Linked DNA regions of Callithrix jacchus: region 2 is linked to region 1. The links are chromatin contacts, called in public Hi-C maps. All regions are on one chromosome and are shown on one strand. Each heading gives the region's core, a stretch centred on a gene start, on an enhancer-like site or on the middle of the called end of the contact. The rest is flanking DNA. Distances are from core to core; before and after follow the strand shown. Region 1 holds the start of DMRTA2 (DMRT like family A2). Region 2 holds the start of CDKN2C (cyclin dependent kinase inhibitor 2C).

The links. Hi-C and Micro-C count contacts between places; a contact is called where the count stands out from the background.
Region 2: a Hi-C map of skeletal muscle shows a contact between it and region 1, with 3 times the contacts expected there. The contact joins the promoter of CDKN2C here to the promoter of DMRTA2 in region 1. A contact is called at or near these places in 2 of 3 Hi-C or Micro-C datasets (induced pluripotent stem cells and skeletal muscle).

The regions. Positions count from the first base shown.
Region 1 is chr7:87,245,773-87,252,098 of calJac240_pri, reverse strand. It overlaps DMRTA2 (DMRT like family A2), which reads left to right and starts at 4,562. Exons shown (of 3, transcript XM_002750806.6): 1 at 4,562-4,897.
Region 2 is chr7:87,837,148-87,844,380 of calJac240_pri, reverse strand. It overlaps CDKN2C (cyclin dependent kinase inhibitor 2C), which reads right to left and starts at 3,727. Exons shown (of 3, transcript XM_009001200.4): 1 at 2,483-3,727; 2 at 1,888-2,027. The coding sequence starts at 2,016.

The sequences.
Region 1 (6,326 bases), core at 3,313-5,812:
GATGTCCCCAGTCAGAAGGTCGTGGAGAAGCCTGGCGACACTAGGCAGACGCCCGCCTTTCGCTTGCCGGGCAGACGCAATGGCTAGATCCAAAGGAGGGCTGTAGCCGCTGGGGCTCCACCTCCGAGGCTCCTGCCTTTCACACAGCGCCAAAGCCCGTGCTCCTCCGCCTTCAGTCGGCTGCTCCGCCCTGCCTTTAAGTCCACGGCCCGGGAAGAAGCAAAGCACCAGCGGGTTCCCGGCCGACGAGTGTGGAGGGGTGCGTCGGGCCAGGAGCCAGTCCGCTGCGCCTGCACTGTGCAGACAGACCTGGCGTTGGATGACGGTACTCCCGGGTTTGATTTTGCACTGTTACGCACTAATTGTGAGATGTGGAACAAGTCATCTCACCTCTCCGAATCCATTCTCTCACCTGACAAGTGGAATAATAGGACCTGCCTCGCAGAGAGAGGTGCGACTTCAGTAAGACACTGTAGGGAAATCGCTGGGCGCCTGGCCCTTAGCTGGAAGAGCGCCTGAGAAACCAGGCGCCACCATAGGAGTTCTTTCTGGCTTCGCAATTATGACAGGTTCCTGGTTCCGGCATAGATCCGTGGCTATGACCACGGAAAATGACCATTTTAGCAGTGTCAGAGGACGGGGACAGGAAACCAAGCTGCGAGTCTCCCTATCCACAGAGGGCGTGAGCGGCTAAGGGTCTTAATCAGCATGACTCATGAGTTGATCTGGAGGAAAATGTCGCTACGTGTCTATATGTACACGTGCGTGTGTCCACATAACAGGAGCGTCTGTGGTCGTGGGGGAAAACGCGTGACGGGCAACTCGTAGAGATTCCTTCTCCCACAGGCATCTTCCCCCTTTCTTCTGCGCCCATTCCCGGGCGAAGAGTATCAGCCAAACTAACGGAATCCGGCGCGGCCAAGGAAGGGGTGGGTGCGGGAGGGGCCATTCCGTCCCGGAGCCACCGGTTTGGGGATAATTACTTTTAATGTCAGAAAGATTTAGTTTAATATCATCTCTATTAGGCTGCCGGGAGGGTAATTAAACGGGACGCGTCGCAGCCGGCAAACAGATGGCGTCTGCTTGCTCCGAGGCCGCGGGCAAACAGCGCAAAAGTCAATGCCTCCCGGGTCCCCCATCGGCGCTCTTGGCTCTTCTCCTACTCAGAGCCACACTCCTCACCCTCGGCCCCCTTTCCCAAGCCGCGCCTCGAGCCGGTTCAGCGCCCTAGGACCTCAACCCCAGCCTCACCCCAGTGCAGTCCCTTTGGACGCCACCACTGCCTGGGCGTGGGGGTGGGGGATGGGGCCAGGGGCGAATAGGGATGGGGTGGATTTTCTTGGCTGGGTCCTCTCACCCGGTCGGTCCCCAAGCCCCTGGCACTGCAGAGGCGTCAGCAAATGATTCTGAGCTGAGAGGATTCGTGTGAATGTGTGAGGAGGGCCCTCTGCTCTCAGCCGACTCATTTGTCCCGGAAGGCTGTGGCTTTTTCTGCCTGGGGCCCAAATGTAGAAGTAAGGATGGAGGTCTGCGCATAAACCAGGGCATACGTGCGTGAGGATGTGCTTCTGTCGGGGTGTCCAGTCACCGAGGTGGAAATCTGTGGGAGTCTGGGAGTGTTACATACCAAGTGGATGTCCCAGGATGAGGACATGTTTATGAGAACACTGTGAGGTCAAACTCACTGAAAAGGTCCCCTTGGCGGGAGGCTAGCATCAGAGTTGAGCCTAGGGCCCAGGGTGCTCTCTGAATGCCGGCGTGAGAGTGTGTTCCAAACTTTGCAGAGAGTGGTCACACTTGCGGAGGAGGGAGTGTGTCCAAGTGTGAAGCTAGTTGTGTGTGTGTGGGGGTCGCCCCTACTGCCTCAACCGGGGCGTGCTCTTCTAGTGCTGGCGGCTCAGTAGAGCCATGCCCTTCCTTTCCCCTCCGACCGACCCACTCCAAATCAGGAGGAACTGCCCGTGGAGTGGCCTGCGAAGCTGGGCAGAGGATTCCTGCCTGGTCTAAGTGTGAGTGCTATGACCTTGGCCCAGGACGGGTTTATTTTGCCCTCCTCCTTAACACATTCACTCACAGGAATTCCCTAACCTTCGGGGAGTGGGAGAAAAGGCTGTGGGTCCCAGACCTTTGGGGATGAGGAAAGGAATGAGAGAAGAGAGAGGTGCCTCCACCAGGGGTGGGCGGATTCCCTCTGGTTGGGCTGTGTTAGGTGTCAGGATGCTCCTCCACCCCCTTCTGAGAAAATGAAGTCCTTCACGCATCTGCGGTGACCCCTCGGTTCCCGAGCCCTTGTGGCTCTACCCTTGGCTTTTGCGGGACCCTCGACCCGGAGCGGGGAAATCTCACGATGGCCTGGCCTCAAGAGCAAAGAAGGATACCTGACCCCCCGCCCCCCGCCAAAGCTAGGCAGATTTGTATAGTTTATTTCGTTTTAGGTTTAATATAATTTCCCGAAAATTTTGTCCAATTTTCGGAGCTCTGGGAGCAGGCGCCTGGGGCTCCTACAGGGAATCCGGTGGTGATCGGCGCTCTTCCCCAATCCCTCCGCAAGTGCAGCCGGGGCGTAGACGTACTTGGCCGCGGAACCTCAAGGTGTTGGAAGGTGGGGTGTGGGTCCTGCGCTCCTAGAGAACATATTATCCCTGAAACATTCCCTTACCCTCACCTCACGCGGGAGACCCTCGCGGGGGCTGACCCCTTATTCTCTCTCCTAAACCCATTCACAGACTCCAGCGAGTGGCATTTCCGGAGAGCGAGTGACCAGGTTTTTACGCTATCTTAGACCTTGTCCGGGTCGGAGCGCCCTCGCGCCGGGGCCTGGTCAACTTCCTGGAAGCTCTCTGCCAGGTCCTCCGGCGCATCACCCCCACCAGGGCCTCCCTCCAGCCTCAACCTCTGGGTAGGCTTCTTCCAGGGCTCTCCCGGGGCGTCAGGTTAGGGGCCCATTCGGTCTTCGGTTGGGGGCCCCTCGGTCGCACCTTCCTTCCTGCACCCCCACCCCTGGGCTCGGAAGCGGCGAATAGACTGATGGGGCGCGGCCCAGTAGTTGTGCCAGGCGGGAGGGGCTGCGTCCTAAGCCGCGATTCCCCGGGCCAAGTCTGCGCGCCCAAATTCCCGGAGGCCTGGAGGTTCGAAAGAGCAACGCGGAAACGCATGGTAAAGAGTGGAAAGGAGAACGACCGGAACGCTCATTTTCCTCATTATTTAAACGAATGTTCTTTACTCTGAAGGAGAGAGAGAGAGAAAAGGAGAGAATAAAAGCGAGAGTGACAGAACATTAGGCATTAGAGGGAAAGACAGAATGAAAAGACACAGAGATAGAATCAGAGCTACAGAAACCGAGGGCAACCCGCCCGAGGGCCGCGGCACTAATACCAGATGTTGCCTTTCAAAAAGGAAACAAAATCTGAAACCTGTTACCTCCTCTTCAGAAGGAGCTGTTCCTCAGGGCCGCGACATCAGGGCAGGATGAGAATAAGGCCAAAGTTAAAACTGAAAACTGTCCCCGGGGGCCTCCCCGCAGTGACTTTGTCTCTTGCCTGGAAGGACCGACAGACGGGTGAGCGTCCTGAGTCTAAGAGAATCTGCGAAGACACAGAGGCCACTTTTTACTTTCGTTTAGAAAAAAAAAAGGGGTGGGGGGCTGTTCGTTCACTTACAACAACGACAAAAAGAATCCCACCACCACGAAAAAGAAATCGAGATGCTGGAAAAATGAGGAAAAGAAGGAGCAGAAGGGGCCGAGGGACGCGAAAGACGGGAGGGGAGAGGAAAGGCTCAGGGCGCGAGGGACGCGGCGGGCACCAACAGGAAGCGCAATCTCATTTATCTTCTCTGGGCTTCTCTTTTAAACACAAAAATCTTCATAAACCACACTTACCCTCCAGGATGCCTATCGTATCAGGACTTTTACAATAAAGTAACTGAGCTTTAAAGGCGACAGAAGAAAAAAACCAAAGCAGCCCCCAACTTCGGACTAGGGAGCGCGCTGAAACATAGCAGGAAGAAGACAGGAAAAATCGTCATGGCATTTATGCCTTGAACACCCTCCCTTCCTCACCCCCGCACCCCTGTCCCGCCCACACCCCAACCGCAGTAATTGAATTGTCACCTGCCCCCCATCCCGCCCCAGTGCTCCAGGGCCACTTGGGAAGCTCGGCTTTGCCAAGCGCCCCCGGCCAGTGAGAGCGGCGCAGCCGAGCCGGCGCCCCAGAAGCTGAGGGGTTACACACGTCTACGCAGAGAGGCGCACCGGACACGGTAATTAGGAGCAATTCACACGCTCTCGGGCGCACGGAAACTACAAGTCACGAAATTTTCAACGCTTCTCCTCGCCCACTTTTTTCCACTCCTTCCCTGGCGCGCCCCCTCCCCTCCCGGAGGCACACAGTGGAGCTTTTGGAGTTTCGAATCTTTCGGACACTGTAGAATGCGGGGCTCCCCGGGCGCGGGCCCGGCCAATCAGAGCGCCGTCTGCCTCCTCTGGCCAATGGCAGGAGCCACATTGTTGTCCAATTCTGTCTAATGGAGCCCTAAGGAGCAACAATAGAGCTGGCGAGCTGCTCATTGAGAGTCTGGCAGCGCCGGGCAACTGGGCCCCGGCTGCGCGCAGCGTCCCGCGAGCACCGCGAGGGGACGCGGCACGAAGAGAGTCCGGTCACGGGTTCCAACCAGGCGGCCGGCAGACAGGCCTCCGACCCGGATTTCTGAAGGGAGAGCTGGACTGCGCTGCGTTCTGAGGGGTCCGGAAGTTTGGACATGGTGACTGAAGGAGGGTGACGTAGTCAGATCAGGGGCCCGGGACAAGGCGAAGAGGCCAAGAACGCCAGCGTCGCCAGTGGAGCCGGGAGGCGTGTGCAGCGCCGGCGGAGGAGGAGGATCCCGCAGCCCTAGGCAGGTAGTTGAGGGCCTCAGGGAGAGCAGCGGGTGGCGACCTGGTCTGCCGCCCCTGTTGAGGAGGCCCGGCCCCGTGGGCCTTAGGGACGGCGCGGCCCGAGGGTTCTGGGGGAGGAGGCTCCTAGAGAGGAGGTCTGAGACTCTCGGACGGAAACACGACGACTCTGTCCCGGGCTCTGGCGGGACAGAGAAAGCGGGAAGCAGAGGGAGACCGCGGCGGAAGCGGTGAGCTGGGCCTGCTTGGGCCTTGCGGGGCTGCGGCGCGAGTGGGACTCCAGTGTCCGTTTGTGGCCACTTCGGATGGCGACTCCCCTGGCTCGGTGAGGCCTACTGGGCCATGCGCGTTCTAGGACCCCAACTCTGAGATCAGAACGCAGGAGCCTGGGCTTGAGCGGGGTCCCCAGGGGCCCCAAGGCGGGGAGGGCGTGTCTGAGGACTCTGTCCCTAAACCTGGAGGGGAGGGTAAGGGAGGACAGTGTGAGGTGGTCTTCGAGAAAGATCCCCTTCCCGAATTACCGAACTTTTCTCAGGATACGTCTTCTGCCCCGACTTCTCCAGACTGCGAGGCTAAAAAATTGCACCACAGATTTTACCCAATCCCTTCCCCCAGGCTTTGCTTGTGGGTTTTTTTTTTTTTTTTTTCTTACACATTCCCCATCTCCCGGGTGCGGCCCCTGGATCCCGGACACCCCCCAGATCAGCTGCTTTTCACTGTTTTCCTTGCCCATGAAGCTCATCTTTGGGCTGCGTTTGCTTATACAGAAAGTTTCTTTAGCTGAATTTTTCTCTTTAATACTTCCCAATCCTAAACTAAATCTACATATATTTTCTCTCCCACTCTCTGGAGGCCCGCACGGTGGAACTTTTTGGGGCTTACATTTTTACGGGTCCCAGAGCCACTGGGCCTAACTTTGGCGGAGTTGTTTCCTCGCTCCCACTCTAGTTCCTAGAGCTATTCTTTCTGCTCCTGGTTTTTCTCTCCAACGCTTCTGTCCCAACCTGCATTAAAAACAAAAAGAAACAAAACTCTGGCCCAACCAGCTCAACTCTGCAACTCCGCCTCTCTCTCCTTCCCTTCACCCTTCAACCTAACTGACCGTTTTGCTCCCGGTTTTCCTGTTTTGCCCTTGGCATCTTCCTAACTTCTGGGCCAAAACTGTCTCTCTAATCCCAGTCCCGTCAAACTAACATTTCTCTAGCCCGTCTCACCCCAATTAGGCTAAACTTTAGAGAATCATCTTTCCTTTTTCAAATGCTCATTACATCCATCCGAATCAGTGACTTTCACACTTTACATGTCACTTTATTTTTTTTCCAGCGGAATCACTGATTCAGACAAAATCTAACCCCCAGCGTGTAAAGCAGGTCTAAGAGCAGCCGTGGGGAGTCTAGGGAGGAGGCGCTCGGGCTCTGGAGGAGGTTCCGACTGC
Region 2 (7,233 bases), core at 2,478-4,977, 590 kb before region 1:
AACTATATAGATGGACAAGATATTAAGCTCCCATGTTGATAAAACTCTGTTGACTTTTAGTTCTTCCTTTGGAGCAGTGCTAAAAAGTGATACATAATTTATTTTTCAAGAACGCCAATGAAACATACTTTTTAATTATTAAAAATTGATATCACCACAACTGTCTCTAAAGATTTAGGCATATTTAAGGACCTGGAATGAGAAAAATAAGAGACAGATCCTTGGATCTTTGTAAAGCAAATGTACGATTAAGGCCTTTGATGTTAACCTGATAGAAAAATGTACTCTAGGAAGGTAGAAAAGGCTTTTGAAATTGAATTAAACAAACATAATTGTAGAAAAAAATTCATCTTTTTTCACAGAAAATAATAGTAATATTGGAAATGATTTTGAAGAAAGTTCTTTCTTGACTTATGACACAACTTCAGAGTCAGAATTATACATATTGAAAATGAGCCTTGAAACTCCTGTTTCTGTGTGTGTGTGTGTGTATTTTATTATATGTAGAAGGACTAAGCCACAATAATTGAGTTGTACCTTGATAAGTATGTTTAATATAAACAAGATTGCAAAGTTGTATTTAAAATGTTTGTCAAAACTTTTTAAAAGAACAGTATTAATCTCTCAGTCTTCCTGTTCGTCAAAAATCCTGTAAAATGTTATTGTGAACATGGGTTAAGTAGCTTATTCTTTGTGAAATTTATATAATCTTTTGAGTTTTCAAAAGGAAACTTTTCAGTATATTAAATTTGTTACCTTGCTATCATCACTAAACCTGTTCAAAACTACTAAGTAAAAAAATCATTTCTTAATGTAGCAGAAATAACAAGATAAATAATTTAGTATCTGTGCATAAACTTCCTTAATACTGAAATTTTTGCAAGGTCAGTGTATTCTGATTAAAAATGTACAGATTGTACGAACTTTGTTAATAGTATATCTCCTGCCACTTAAATTTTTAATTCTTGTAACTGAAACAAAGCCCTCTAAAAACCCTCTCCCCACTGGGTTTTCAAAAACAGCTTCAAGTGTTGCATTTCCAAATAAGAATAGCTCATAAGAATATCATCAGGACTCTGATAAAACAACTATTTTAGACTATTTTGTCATTTTTCTGTTTCTAAGCTTTTCTTCTAAGTTACATGGTAACATTCAGAAGAGGAAAAAATATATCAGGTACAATACTTGGCAGCTGGACATGTGTCAATTGTTGCCTGTAAACCTAATTACTGAAAATTAGAGCACACCACGGCTTGACCGTAGAGACAAAGACACTGCAGCTGAGCTCTGATTAGAAAATTCAACTTTTTATTCCTCCCGACTCCTGAATTAGTGGATGGTATTACATTAACTGTGAAATGTACATCCTGTCCCGGTGCCCAGGGCACCCCTTCCAAACAAGGAAAGGTCGTTTGTCAAAACTTGAAGCATTTGAAGGAAAAACATCCTCACCAGTAGTTAAGAAAATCAACGATAAAGTCAATTATTGAGGGCAAAATACGTGAAACCACTAATAGCAGTGTATTTACTACAAATAATAATCATAATAATGTGTTTACAAAGCTGTCTTTAAAAACAAAGCAAAGCAAACAAACCTCGGCCCTACTATGACTACTTTAAAATCCCCACCGTCACAAAAACATTCCAAAAACTAAGACCAAACCTCGACCCTACTTGATATCAAGAATGTTATTGGATTTCAGGAGTTTGTTCAAAGTACGTCATTTTGAGAAGTTGGATCCACTTAAGATATAAAATATGGCAACCAACTAGGTTTAAAAACAGTGAAATTTTGAACCCTTGAAAGCATAAAAGCTATAATTCTAGAAACCCGGCTCACGTAGGCAACATTATTGACCTGTTTTCCCCACCTCTCTGAATACCAACCTGCAGCGCAGTCCTTCCAAATCCATTTTGCGCATTGACGTTTACATTATTTTGCAACAAACTAGTAAGTTGCTGTAGGTCCCCCCTGGCAGCTGCGGACGCCAACTCGTTCCCCCAAGGCTCGGCCATTCTTTAGGGTCCTGACGATCGGGAAAAGATGAATTAGTCGTTTTTCTTTTTCCCCTTTCCTTTGCTCCTAACCAGGCTGCATGATGGCATCGGAGACTGACAGAAGGACTGGGATGGTTAATCTGGAGTAGAGCTTGGTAGTAAATACTAGTAAGATCTGCCTGCCAAAAGCCCGCCCCTAGATTCACACGTGATTATTCAGCAAAACTGAGCCATTGGAGAGGGGCTCCTCGCCTCGCTTTTTAGCTTAACCCCTATGAAGAATTCTGAGGACTCCACGGAGAGACACACAGACACACAAACATTCCTGGTTAATGACTCCGGACGTCAGATGTAGGCAGAGCTGTCACGTACCTACGCTACAGATCTCCGTGAGGAGTGTGTGTGGAGACTTAAGGGACTAGATCGGGGCAGAAAATACCGCGGAAGGCAAGACATTCGGGGGGAAGAAAAGACATTCACCCACCCTTGTTCACGGTGGTGACTTGAGCCGTGTGCGGCAGAACTGCAGGGGCAGGTCCTCCAGGGGGCTCGGTTTCCATCCGTCTCGCCGAAGGGGTAATCCTGGGTCCTCCGCTGCTGGGAGAGCGCCGCGGTGGCTGGATGCTGACGTGCTCCGGGGGGTTAAAAGATGATCGCCAAAGGCGAACGGGAGTAGCAGTTCCTTGGCCCTCAAGTTACAGGTCGTAACTACTGCCCAGTGCTCTGGACTTCTCCAGAAAAGCCTTTAGTCGCGTCTGGGCCAAGCAGTGAGCTAATGCCGCTCAGGAAAGCTCTGGAGCTCGCCAGCCAGGCAGCCGCAGCCCCGCCGAGCCTCAGAGGCCGTGGGAGCCGGGCTCGGCGCGCGTCTCCGGAGGCTGCCGGGCGTGCGGCGGGTCCCGGAGAAGCCCGTCATGCCGGCCCCGCCAGGTCCCGGGACTCCCGGCAGCCTAAGGGAGGAGGAGAGCGATGCGGGAAGCGTCTAAGGGGCCCGGGCTGTTGGGGCAGCTCGCGGCAGCATTGCGGCTGCACTGGGCAGCCCCCCGGGAACTTCCTGCCTACGACCGAGCTCGTTCAGGCTTTCTGCTGCAGGCACTCATTGAGCTGCCGCCGTCGCCGTCCTATCCCGGTTTTGTGGGGTCTCCGGAGTTGGGGAGAGTCCGGGAAAGCGTAGGCCAAGTTCTGAATAGAGGTAGTCGCCACAGTTCCAGGGCGCAGCCAGTCCCGCCGCCGTCTCGGCGAGAGCTCAGCAGCTTCAGCGCCCGGTGCCACTTCGCCAACCTCTCGCGGTCCCTGGCCTGTGCCCCTTTGCTGCGGACAGGGCAGCCGCCAGCCAGCTGTGCCCTGGAGACGAGCCTGGCAGCACTGCTTACTCCCTGGACGCACCGCTCCCAGTGACAGTTTCTTTTGTAGCTGATCCCCTCCTAGATCGCCGGTCCCTGCTCTCTTCACCCCTACAGGCACTCGCGCGTCGCCCCTTTTTTTGCTTTTTTCCTTCCCTCCCTCTCTTGCTGCTTTTTTCGCTGAAACAATTGCTGCTTCTGCTGCCTCTCAGAGACGGTGCCGGTTTCTTCTCCCTTTTTTCCGACCTCATCAGCTTTTTTTGAAAAGAAAAAAATTGAGCGCTTTTTGAGTTGAAAAACCCGCCCCCATTTTAACGGCAGAGTTTTAAGGAGGCTCGGCGGAGTTGCAGCTCCGCGGGAGCGGGAAGGCCGGGCACCGCCCACGCCCCGCCCTCCGCCCCGCTGGCGCTCGCGCTAGCCGCCTCGCAAGCTCCGCCCGCCCGGCCCAGCGCCTTCACTCCCGCCTCGCGTTCCCCGCCTCCTCCCGTCTAGTCTCTCGCGCCGGCTCCCGCCCGCGGGCTAGGCGGCCTGGCCCCAGCTGGAGCGGGGTTCGGCACCGCGAAGCCCGGCCTGCCTTTCTTCTGCTAGCGGGTTGGGTCTGCGACGCGAACCCCCCAGCTGCCTCGATTCCTATGGGGGCGAGGGCGGGGGGTTGTTATTTAAGACGGTCTAGAAGGGCCGCAGAGCCTTTGAGGCTCGCGGAGCTGGTTGCGGGAAGGCGGAGAGCTAGCTGGCAAAAAGGGAGTCGTTCTCCAGCTCTAGCGGGGCAGGTCGGCCCGCCTCAGAGCTCCCCCGCCAGGCTAGCAAAGTTCGTGCGGCCAGGCCTGCCTTCTGCTGCCGCTGCCTCCTCTAGGGCGCTCGCGCTCTGTAAACTCGGCTGCTTTGGCTGAGCTCTGGGCCTCGGCCGGCCTCGCACCTGCTAGATCCACGCAGACGGCTGCGGTGGGCAGAGGTGGCCCCGGGGGTGGAGGGAAAAATCCGGGCTGCCACTAAGCGCAGTGCTCACAAAAAGCAAGTCTTGTATAGACTGAATTTTATGAAAACTTAAGTAGGTAAGAATAACGAACTCTGAAGCCTTAATCAAGGACTAGAAACTGAAATAGTCCAATTATTGGAGAAAAAGGAGAAAAGCAATCAAATTTAAAGCAAAATTTAAAATAAGTCGTGTGAAGTGTTTTCTAACAAAGTCATTTCTTTGTTGCCTAAGTTCTCTCACTACTTAGAAGCGGCTTGGTTTTTCGGGGGTCTCGGGTTAGGGAGGGTGTCTAGATGTAAAGGAATGGTCTCTCTCCTAATCCTTTACTTAATCATCCAACACCAATTTTTATTACTTTTAACTTCCTCTTTTAGTTGTGCGAGATAGGTTAACTATTGCTTTCTATATTTTTATACTCTTAATCCAACAGGGTTGCATGATGCACCCAGTGGTCAAAATGAAACCAAGCAAAAAATGACAAGTCTAATTAGAACCGGCCTTTGGCAAGCGGATGCGCAAGCAATATCTGTACCCTTCTCCCTGAAGTACACAGAGTATTAGCAACAAGACACACCAGAAACATCTGGATAATTATGTAGCAGCAGACTGGCTGATAGAGGGAGAGTTGAAGCTGGGAAAAATCTGGCAGTGTTTTCTTTAACGTAATTGTTGAGAAAAAAACTAGTTATCTTCTTCTTCTTTTTTTTTTTTTTTCTTTGAGACGGAGTTTCGCTCTTGTTACCCAGGCTGGAGTGCAATGGCGCGATCTCGGCTCACCGCAACCTCTGCCCCCTGGGTTCAGGCAATTCTCCTGCCTCAGCCTCCTGAGTAGCTGGGATTACAGGCACGCACCACCGTGCCCAGCTAATTTTTTGTAATTTTTAGTAGAGATAGGGGTTCACCATGTTGACCAGGATGGTCTCGATCTGTCGACCTCGTGATCCACCTGCCTCGGCCTCCCAAAGTGCCGGGATTACAGGCTTGAGTAGTTATCTTCTTAAGTAACTAAACTTGAATTGTGAATGAAATGAGAACTACAGAACAAGAAATTACATATATTTAGATGTTTCAAGTAGAAACATTTAAGATTCCATTTATACCAGTAAGAAATAAAAAATAATTTACTTTTGATTATTCTGGGAACTATGTAGTCTTTTCATACGGTCAGAGGGTGTGATGACATACTAGTACTGTTGGCTGATAAGAGAGAACTGGTTTTAGTCCAATTAATGAGGATTGCCTTCTAGCATTTATTATGGTTTCTTACTTAGAGATAAATTGTAAAGAGGAAGAATCTTAAATTGTATGATTATATAAAGTACGGGAAAACATGCTATAATTTTCATGAAATAAAATACTTTTTGCTGAACAACTCAGTAAATCAAATTTACGATAATTTAAGATGTACACAGAGTTGTATTAAGATTTTTGGAGACCCTAAGCACTAAAAAGATTTTGATGTTCTACCACATCTTCCTCATAAAGATCTAAAAAGAAAAATAACAGAACCCCAAAATAAGAGTAAAAAAGTCCAACAAAGTTCTGTTTTTTTTCCCCCATGATGGCTTCTTCAATGGTGTTGCTGAAATATTATTTGGGTTTTCTTTTTTCTTTTCTTTTTTTACATTCTGGTTTTGCTGGTGCTCTGAAGTATATGCTTCATCTGCCTATTGGGTAAACCAGAATTGGCAGTGCAGAGCTTAGGGTCTTAGTTCAGAAGGCATACATAAGTATTACAGTAACTCCAATGCAAATCTAGTGTTTATTGAGGCCTAGTTTACTAAAGTGGATTCACGGGTATCTCTACCCTCAATAAGCTTATATTCTAACATGGCTTACAAGAAACATTCACAATTAAGCTCTCTACTATATGGAGAGTGGTGGTTTCTCTTTTAACATTGTAATGATAAGTACATCAAATATTGAAATACAGCCTTTATTGTTAGATATTAAATACTAACAGTCATGAAAACCATTTTCTCCAGCAGTTCATAATCATTTAAAGAGACATAGAAATATGATCTAGTCAAATTATTCTGTGCTTTTCCCTCACTGACTCAGGTAGGCACAGTTTCTGAATGATTAACTTTTGGAAATGTGTATGTGGTATTTATCATTTCTTTAACTTGTCTCAAAGTCTTCCTTTTTGTTGTAGTTATAGATCAAGAGAGGTGAAAAACAGACTGGGCACCACCAGGCATGCTTTTTTTTTAAAAAATCACTTTATAATTGTGGCTTCAGCATTTTATTTCTGAGATTCAGTGGCTTTTTTCATATGGGTACTTATTTATGAAAATTTATCATTATTTTTATTTCATTTTTGAGACAGGTTCTCACTCTGTTGCCCAAGCTAGAGTGCAGTGGCTTGGTTATGATCATGGCTCACTGAAGCCTTGACTTCCCAGGCCCAAATGATCCTCCTACCTCAGCCTCCTGAGTAGCTGGAATTACAGGCGTGCATCACCACGCCCAACTAATTTTTGTATTTTTAGTACAGATGGGGTTTCACCATGTTGGTCAGACTGATCTTGAACTCCTGACCTGGTGACCTGGTGATCCACCTGCCTTGGCCTCCCAAAGTGCTGGGATTACAGGCGTGAGCATATATTAATCTTTATGCATATATTAATCTTTACAGCAATTCTGTGAGGTGACTATGATAATCCCCATTTTTCAGATGAGGGAATTGAGGCTGACAGAAATTGTGATTTAAAGTCAGTAAATAGTGGACATAGAATTTGAACTCAGTTCTTGGGGCTCCAAGCCTTATACTTTTTAGTTGCATTTACAGATCAAAATTATTTTATTGGTTGACAGTCCAGGGTCAGCCACTAGTCTCTTAAACAACATTAAATCACTAGATGAAATACATATGTGTAGTAGCGTTAGTGTTCTCATGAATTACATTATAAGCAGGAA